Linked DNA regions of Rattus norvegicus: region 2 is linked to region 1. The links are chromatin contacts, called in public Hi-C maps. All regions are on one chromosome and are shown on one strand. The core of a region is the stretch at or near the end of the contact, and the rest is flanking DNA. Distances in the headings are between cores, read along the strand shown. Region 1 holds the start of Enpp1 (ectonucleotide pyrophosphatase/phosphodiesterase 1). Region 2 has its middle 29 kb from the start of Ccn2.

The links. Hi-C and Micro-C count contacts between places; a contact is called where the count stands out from the background.
Region 2: a Hi-C map of kidney shows a contact between it and region 1, with 2.7 times the contacts expected there. The contact joins the enhancer-like site here to the promoter of Enpp1 in region 1. A contact is called at or near these places in 7 of 12 Hi-C or Micro-C datasets (the A7r5 cell line, Schwann cells, frontal cortex and 3 more).

What each region holds. Positions count from the first base shown.
Region 1 is chr1:22,515,840-22,519,955 of GRCr8, reverse strand. Enpp1 (ectonucleotide pyrophosphatase/phosphodiesterase 1) reads right to left here and starts at 1,887. Exons shown (of 25, transcript NM_053535.2): 1 at 1,696-1,887. The coding sequence starts at 1,881.
Region 2 is chr1:22,593,411-22,597,526 of GRCr8, reverse strand. No RefSeq gene overlaps it. Among named protein-coding and RNA genes, the nearest start is that of Ccn2, 29 kb to the left of the region's middle. Within about 2 kb of position 2,061, at least 3 of the 93 cell types and tissues checked have an H3K27ac peak or open chromatin away from gene starts, as enhancers often do. A contact at or near this core is called in kidney, where this site is marked.

The DNA of each region.
Region 1 (4,116 bases), core at 638-3,137:
GATAGATAGATAGATAGATAGACAGACAGACAGACGGACGGACAGACGGGCTAAGCATACATATAAACTAAAAATACGTAAATCTCTAAAAATTATCTGAGTTGAGGATTCTTTCTAACTCATAAGATATGCCGTATCCAAATATACCAAGCATTCATAGTTGACCTGTTTGAGGAATTTCTAGGGGACATGAATGACAATTTCTGAGGTGCACCTTCAGAGCCACTTCTAATGATGGAACGCTGCTGTTCAACCAACTGACAGCAGGTGTCAGAGTGAAAATGCTGTGCGTTCTAAAGATGAACCTGTGTTGATATCTATTCTGGGCCTATAAGCAAGTAAGCAAAACGGAATTCAATAGCTGGGAACCCTTGAAAGACTTATAGGAAGTTTATAAACATGTCTTGTAATTTCATAAATACTCAGTGTGTCTTTATTGAGTATCTCATAGTAGCTCAGGGTACTGATACTCTGTAATTTAAGTAGTCCTGTAACGCCCTGCGATCTTCCATTAAACACACACACACACACACACACACACACACCCCAAAAAGACTTTCTAGGCTCAAACTAAATAAGTGCCCATCAATATCGTATGAGTGACATATGATACAAAATTATACCCTGGGATACAGCAGCCTGTGGTTTGAGAGACTTCTTCTTTGAACCTCAGACTTATTTTTAAAAAACTAAGGATATGACACCATCTCTCAAGTCTAGGAATTCTGGTTCTCAAAGTGCTATGGTGTCTGCATAGAACCTTAAGAACAGTGGAAATGAAAATGATGTCAAAAGGGAGACTTTAAACATCGGAAAGAAGATTTTCAACAAAACAGTGCAAAGGCCATAATGTGTAACTATATGTTTTGAGGTGTGCTATCCACAGAAAGCTGTAGTTTGCACATACTATAAGATAACTACATCTTCCTTCAGTTCTGAATTTATTTCCCGCTTCCAGTACCTTTGAAACCATGCTATGAGCTCTCATCTCACCACAACAAACTGAGCTCAGGAAGAATAATGGAAGTCCCCACCAAAACTTAGAACGAGCATCACAGGACGCAGCCTTTCTGACCCAAGGAAGATCCGGAGTGAAAATCGCTGTCCTGTTTCCAAAAGGTGGCTGTGGATCCTGCAACTGTCCTAACAGAATAGTAGAGGGACATAGCCAGCAGCTGTGCCCGGCAACACAAACAGCGCTGTCTGTGGTTAAAAGAGCCGGCACTGAATCCCAGGCCTCTTCCCAGTCACATAAACATGAATATCGATGGGGCTTCTAAACAACTGCCAGGAAACACCACGACAGAGCCAAACGAGGGTGTTTTCTAAAGTTCCTGATACTTTTAAAAGCAGTGGCGAACCTTTCAACGGGAATGAATTCATCTAAAGCCACGAGCACCACCTGCACCGAGCCAGGCCACCTAAAAGGCTACAAACATCGCTGTGTTACCCCAAGACTAGCTGTTCATTCGTTTCCGCCTCTAAATATCCTGTCTTCCCTGTCTTCTCTGAGGGAAGAGGACGGTATTTCAAGGTGACTATTATAGCAGCCCGCTCCTACTGGGCGAGGGGTAAGGACCCTGCAGATCACCTCGTACTGGCGCAGGAGGAGCCCACGCTCTCTGGTGCCGGGTGCTGCCCGTGTTCTCTTCTATCCCGGCCCCCTCCCGGGGGTCGCGGCGAGCACCGACCTACCAGCGACAGCACTTTGTAGGTGTTGGGGTCTTTGGCGGTGCGCGCACGCTCCGCCTTCTCCAGCGGCTCCTCCCCTAGGTCCATGGGCGCCAGCAGCGAAGCGGCGGCTGGAGACTCCAGCTCGCGGCCGTTTCCCGCTGGCCCATGCCGGGGCCCTTGCCCTGCCTGTTCGCCGTCGCGCTCCATCGCCCCGCTCTGCCCCCGCCGGCCGAGCTTTAATAGGCTCGCAGCCCCGCCCCGCCCCGCGCCGCCCCCGTCGGACCCTTGGCTCCCAGCCCTCGGCCGGCGCTCTGGCCCGAGCCGCTCAACGCCCCGGTTATTTGGCTTCCTGTCTGATTTCGGGCCCTGGGCGCGTGGGCTATTTTGGGTCCCTGACGTGGGCGTGTCTTTAACTTCCACCCCAAACCCTGTCCCCGCCGGCGATCGTGGCACCCTACGAACCCTTGCAGGAATCGCCCCGCGTGGCCCAGCGAGGGCTGGACTGGAATCACTGTGTGGTCTGTAGAGGCCATGAGATCATGGAGACCCGGAATAGAGCCAGAAGAGAATGCAGCGCTCCCCACCACCCAGGTCCCTAAGGCAGGAGACCTGGTGTCCCAGAGCAGACCTGCGTGCGTTTCACCGGTGAAATGCAACGGGGGCATGGAGAGGTGACTTTCTCTTTCTCCCACTAGTGCAAACAAAAATTCTCTGCCTGGAGCTGCTAAATGTGGGACACAGGGTTTACACAACACTGATGGTTTGCACAAACACACATAGGGGATGTGTGGTGTCCGGGTTTACTATCCTAATATATTTGCTTATTAGCTATTTTAGATTTCCGGGAGCTTCCGGGTGTCTGTGTCTTCCTCCTCTGAGGTCGGCGCTTTAATTGATGAGCAGTATCAAGAACTCTGACTCTATTTGATGCGCTTTATTTCTGAAGCAGAATGTGAGCAGTCGGCTCTTGATGGGTTTTGTTTCACCTTTGATTCTTCAGCTTTCTCACGCTCCTTCCCATCCGCAAAACCACGCCTCCCAGAACCCAAAAGCAGAAGCGTTGTGACCAAACACAGTGACTAAGAAAAAAATCAAATATTCACGAGTCGTCTTTTACTTGCTTTGTTTACATGCATCACCTTCCCATGTGAAAAATAGATGCTTAACAGGTGGAAATCGGGTTTGTCCCCTTTAAAACTGTCAGCACGGACTGGGGAGAGCAATCGGCAGGCAAAGTTTTGCACTAGCAAGTACAAGGGATTGAGTGCAAATCCCAGACTCCAAAAACCCTGTAGCCTGAGCTTGTAATCTCAAATCTGGGAGGCAGAGGCAGATGGATCCCAGGGTTGGCCAGCCAGCCAGCCTAGCCTGCTTGCTAAGTTCAAGGGTAGTGAGAAAGGGTCTCAGAAAAGGGTGAGCTGTGCTTCAGAAGACTGACAACCAACAGTAGCTTTGATCTGCACTTTCATGCACATGTGCAGATGCAAACACGAACACACACACACACACACACAGAGAGAGAGAGAGAGACAGAGACAGAGACAGAGAGAGAGAGAGATTAAAACAATGTGGAGGCTTTCAATTTATACTGACTTCATTCAGACATTCAATAATGAAACTTTCAACACTTTGAATGTCATATGTATAAAAACATGAAGATCATGTTGGATCAACAGTAGAGAGAAGGATCTGCATATAGGTCCTCAAGCCACACATGGAATATAAGGTTAGTAGAACCAATGGTTAACAGTGGGAGAAAAAGGCACCCCAAAAGCAATCTTTAGTTTATTTTTTTATTCTCATCACCACTGAGTCAGCTTACCAAGCACCCACAAGAAGCAGGTTCACCATTTCATAGTCAAACATACTTTTTTACCCCAAACTTGGTTCTGATTTTTAATTAGAATGTTTCCAGAAACCAGATTAAAGGCCAAAGTTTTGCTCCATTGAATCTGGCCAAATACACGTCAAATTTTCTAAAAGCACTCAACAGACACTTTCCAAAGTGGCCTTGAGTCTGAAAGAAAAATGGAGTAAGTGTATTGTTGGCAACCCAAAGCAATCAATGACATTTATGCTGTCCTCAATGGAAAAGTCAATGCTATCTGCAAGTTTACAATGTCTCAAGCATCTGGGGACAACCAGGGACCATTAAGGAATAAGGCTGCCCCCTATAGACAAGACAGTGAGCATATTGGCCTGTAAGCAACAGTTGCCAGGGTTATACAAGGATTAGGGGAGAGACTTGGATTTTTTTTAAAAACAAACAGAAAATTTAAATGTTGTGAGTTCTCTAGATCACAAAATGTTGTGTACACACACACACACGCAGATAGAGTCTTTAAACACTTTGAAAACCAAACACAATGTAGCACATCTGCACAGTGGACCTGGAAGACAGGCCACCAGGATGTGACTTCTGCCCTGTGTTGATGCCTATCT
Region 2 (4,116 bases), core at 812-3,311, 77 kb before region 1:
GGGGTGCCTGTGTTCACGAACACGCTAGCTTCAAGTGACCCTAAGATCGCCTAAGCCAACCATATTGAAGGCTGACGCTTCACAGATATTAGGATATTCCAGAGGTCCCATCATATCCATTGTATTTTAACAGTCATGTGAGAGATGAATTTTTGGCAAAATGATTGCAGGTTTTCAATTCTACGTCAAATATAATTGTAAGGGTCAAATAGAATTTACTACCTTCCTTAGGATGAGAACTTCAGAGTATAGAGGCAAAATAAATAAATAATAAATAAATCAAACCCCAAAGAAGACACAGCGGTCATCACAGAAGCAATTATTAAATTATCACTGACTTTCATATAATTACAATGTAAAATTTAATTACAAATAATGTAGTTATATTAAAATTTCCCCAGAGTACAAATTTTTCTTAGTATTATTTTTCTAGGTGATGTTAAATGCACTTAGGGGTGTGTGGGGGTGTGTGCGTGTGTGTGTCTGTGTGTGTGTATGTGTATGTCTGTGTGTGTGTCTGTATGTGTGTGTCTGTGTGTGTGTCTGTGTGTGTCTGTGTGTGTCTTTCTGTGTGTGTCTGTGTGTGTGTCTGTGTGTGTGTGTCTGTGTGTCTGTGTGTCTGTGTGTCTGTGTGTGTCTGTGTGTGTGTGTGATCCTAGGTCTATATATCAAGGAGAAGGCTCTACCATGGAGCTATATGGTCAATCCAGCAATTGAGAGAATATTGTCGTCCTTACCACTTAAGAAAACACAGTTTCTGATGAAATGTCATGTGTCCTTGCTGGGAGCAAAATCAGGGGTTGGTGTACAATCTCAGCTGCATAGCACCATGTGTCATGGTCAGTTCAGTGCATCAAGTCAAGAAACAAGGCCACAGACATCAGAGAACGAGGAAGAACGTTCTCTTTCTTGCAAATGGCACAGGAGATGTCTATGTGAAAACACCAGAGGGATTTAAAAATCACCCTAAGACTAGAGCCAATATGAGTTTAGCAAAGTTGTGGGATATCAGACAATTTTACAGAACATAATATTAATTCTGTATGCCAGTAATGGCCACTTTGAAACCAATATTTCAAACACAGTGCTTCTTACAACTGCTAAAAGAAATTGAGAACTTAGGTATATAATAAAGAGAAATGGGCCTTGAAAACTACAGACACTCACAAAAGAAAGACTGGATCAGATGTAATCACAGACTGACCAACTGAGTAACAACTTCGTCTCCCTAAACGGACACGAGAGGTCACTTCATCAGTGCAATGTCACAGCCCGAAGCCTTGCTGAAAGCTTTCTGTAGCACTGAAGCAGTGGTCCTCAACCTTCCTAATGCTGCAGTCACTTAATACAGAGACACTATCGACTCCTTCGCTTCTAATAATGATATCCCATATAGGACATATACATCCCAGGCAGTGGTGACCTCCAACCATAACAACCCGTAACAATTTGCTACTGTTATAAGTTTAATGCAAATATTTGATATGTGACCCCTCCCCCCAGGGACTGTGGCCCACAAGCAGAGAACCACTTCTCTAGTGACTTTGTTTGTAGGTTCACTGGCGTTTGTGTATATAAGCAGTTGTGACATCTATAAACTTAAAGTCTCATTTCTCCTTCCTGAACCTGTATTATTTTACTTCCTTTTTCCTTTATTCCACCGGCTGGGACATATAGCACTCTGTTTGAAGCGGCAGAGAGTTGACAGGACATAGACATCTTGCCTTGTTCCGGTTATAACCAGAGCAGAAACCCCTGCTGTTCATCAGTCCGACGGCAATGAGTGGACAAGATCAGTGCTTCCCTCGGAGGACTTCAACCTGGCAGAGAAGCATGACTTCCTCCTGTAGCATGTTTTATAAGAAACCAGAACAACATTTAGTCCTGCCTCTCTGGTCACTCGGTCCACCTTGTCTTTAAGAAATGTTGTGCTGGTGTGTTTCTCCTTATTTCCTCTTGCATGTTCCCCTCACACTATCATCCTTCCTTCTGCAGGGAGTGTTACACACCCAGGCTAGCCTCTGAGCAATGATTCTTCCCAATCATCCGAGTTACCTTTAGGTTAAAGATTAACTCCAGTCAGTTAACAACATGGACTTGCTGGGCAGCTTACAGTATGCACGTCCAGGTTCCTTCACACGGTAGAAAATACAAATAGGCTCTCATGACTCAGAGAATCAAGGGCCCCTATCCTTTTCAACGTATGAAGTACAAGCGTGCTCTTACAGTATAGAGCTTAGAGTGGCCCTTCTCTGTCCCCTTTACTGTCAAAACTCAGCAGGATGTGTGCCTTGAGAAAGTCATGAGTGTCTTGGAATTTGAAGAGATCAACAAAACTAAGGCACCCAAAACAAACATAAAAATAAAGAAACAGGGAGAATTTACTCTCCCTGATCTTAAGACTAAACACAAAGGGACAGTATCCAAGGTAGGATAGACTGAGGGGACAGAATAGATAGTCTAACGTGAGCCCACAGAAACACATCCAACTAATCCTGACAGAGGCTGCAAGCAAATGATAACTGAATTTCCTGCACTGGCACGAAGGCTGGTTTTTACATGTTTCTGCATCACAGGTCATCCAGAGATGTCTAACTGTTGTCTGGATGACTAACTGTTGTCTAACAGTTTACATGCAGCATGGTAGAAAGCTGAGGCAATAAGATGTGGTAAGAGAGAATGAAATAGTCCGTCGTTCAAGGATGTTCATTAAGCTCAGGTGGCAAAAACTCAGTCTTCAGGAAGTTCCTGAAACTGACCAGATTCACCAGGCCCCTTCTTTCTTAAACAGACGTAACCAGTAAGGACTGCTGAGAGACCGAGACAGATCAGCTGCTGTGCGTCTGCTCCAGGTTCCCAGCTTTTGTGAGTTGTCATCAATACTGAGGTGGGCTTTGGTGATATGGTGGTCTTTGAGTCATTTCTGCAACTATAAAACTCATTGTAAAACTCATTGGTTCGTCTAATTGAACTTCAGGGGTTCCTGTACTTAGTCTGCTATTGGTTCCCTATCTGGAGTGAGTAGACATTAGGTAGTGTCTCCCCAAGAACGCACCAGACAATACTGCTGGTTTCCAGGATTTAGGACTGGTGGAAGAAGGAGGTGGGTTTGAATAGGGGGAGCCTGAAAACTTGTGGGAATAGGATAATTCTCCACCCTGGCTGTATTGGTATTTATCAGATCTATGCATAGGATAAAATTACATAGAAACACACATGCTTTTAAAGAATTTTAAATTCTAAGGGTAGGGATAGATTTGCTAATTACAGACCTATGGGACTTGTCACTCCTTCATTCACAACAGGTTACTGTCTCTGTCTTGTATTGGCAGCTTGGCTGGCCTCTGGTCTTCCAGGAGGCTCAGCTGGTCTGTCTCCGTGTCTCTCAGCAGCCCTTATTGCTTATGTATGTTTAAGGAAGAAGGGGACTGATGTATCTGCTCAGTTTCGGGGACTTCCTGAAGCCTTTCAGTTTTTACTTTCTGAGCTTAATGGATGTCCTTGAAATATGGAATATTCCATCTTCCCAATTCCTATGCTCTGGAATCGAGTTGTCTTCTATCACACTCATAATTCCGCAACATTGATTTCATGACGTGTGTGTCTGCACTCCTCTGAGGCAGTAAGTCCATCAGCAGTGTCATAATACATAGAGTTAAGTAAAGACTGGTGGGTCCATTTTAATAAACAAAGGAATGAATGAGTGAGTGATTTCAGGGACGGGTGAGGAATCTGATATTTATACACGGAACATTTTTGGTGGGTGAAAATATTTACCTTTTAGTAACAGGAACAACTTAACTGAATGTTTTCTTATTCCTACCATGCTTTTTCTTCAAGCAGAACAATTCCAAGACTGGCCAGCAGGGGGCGAACAATTCCTTAGCGCAGAGAGACCCTGTTCGTTTTTTTTTTTTTTTTCTGCTCCTCACATTCATGCGGCCCTGTGATATAACATGGGGGTGGTTTTTATTGTTCTTTGATTTGCTTGTTTGTTTGTTTCATATTAGTAAGAATCAAGCGTGTTTTCCATCTGTACCCAGGACTTAGCATCTATCATGTCAATGCAACCTTCAACGTTCACTTATTTTTTTTTAAGTGATAGTTTGTAAATCA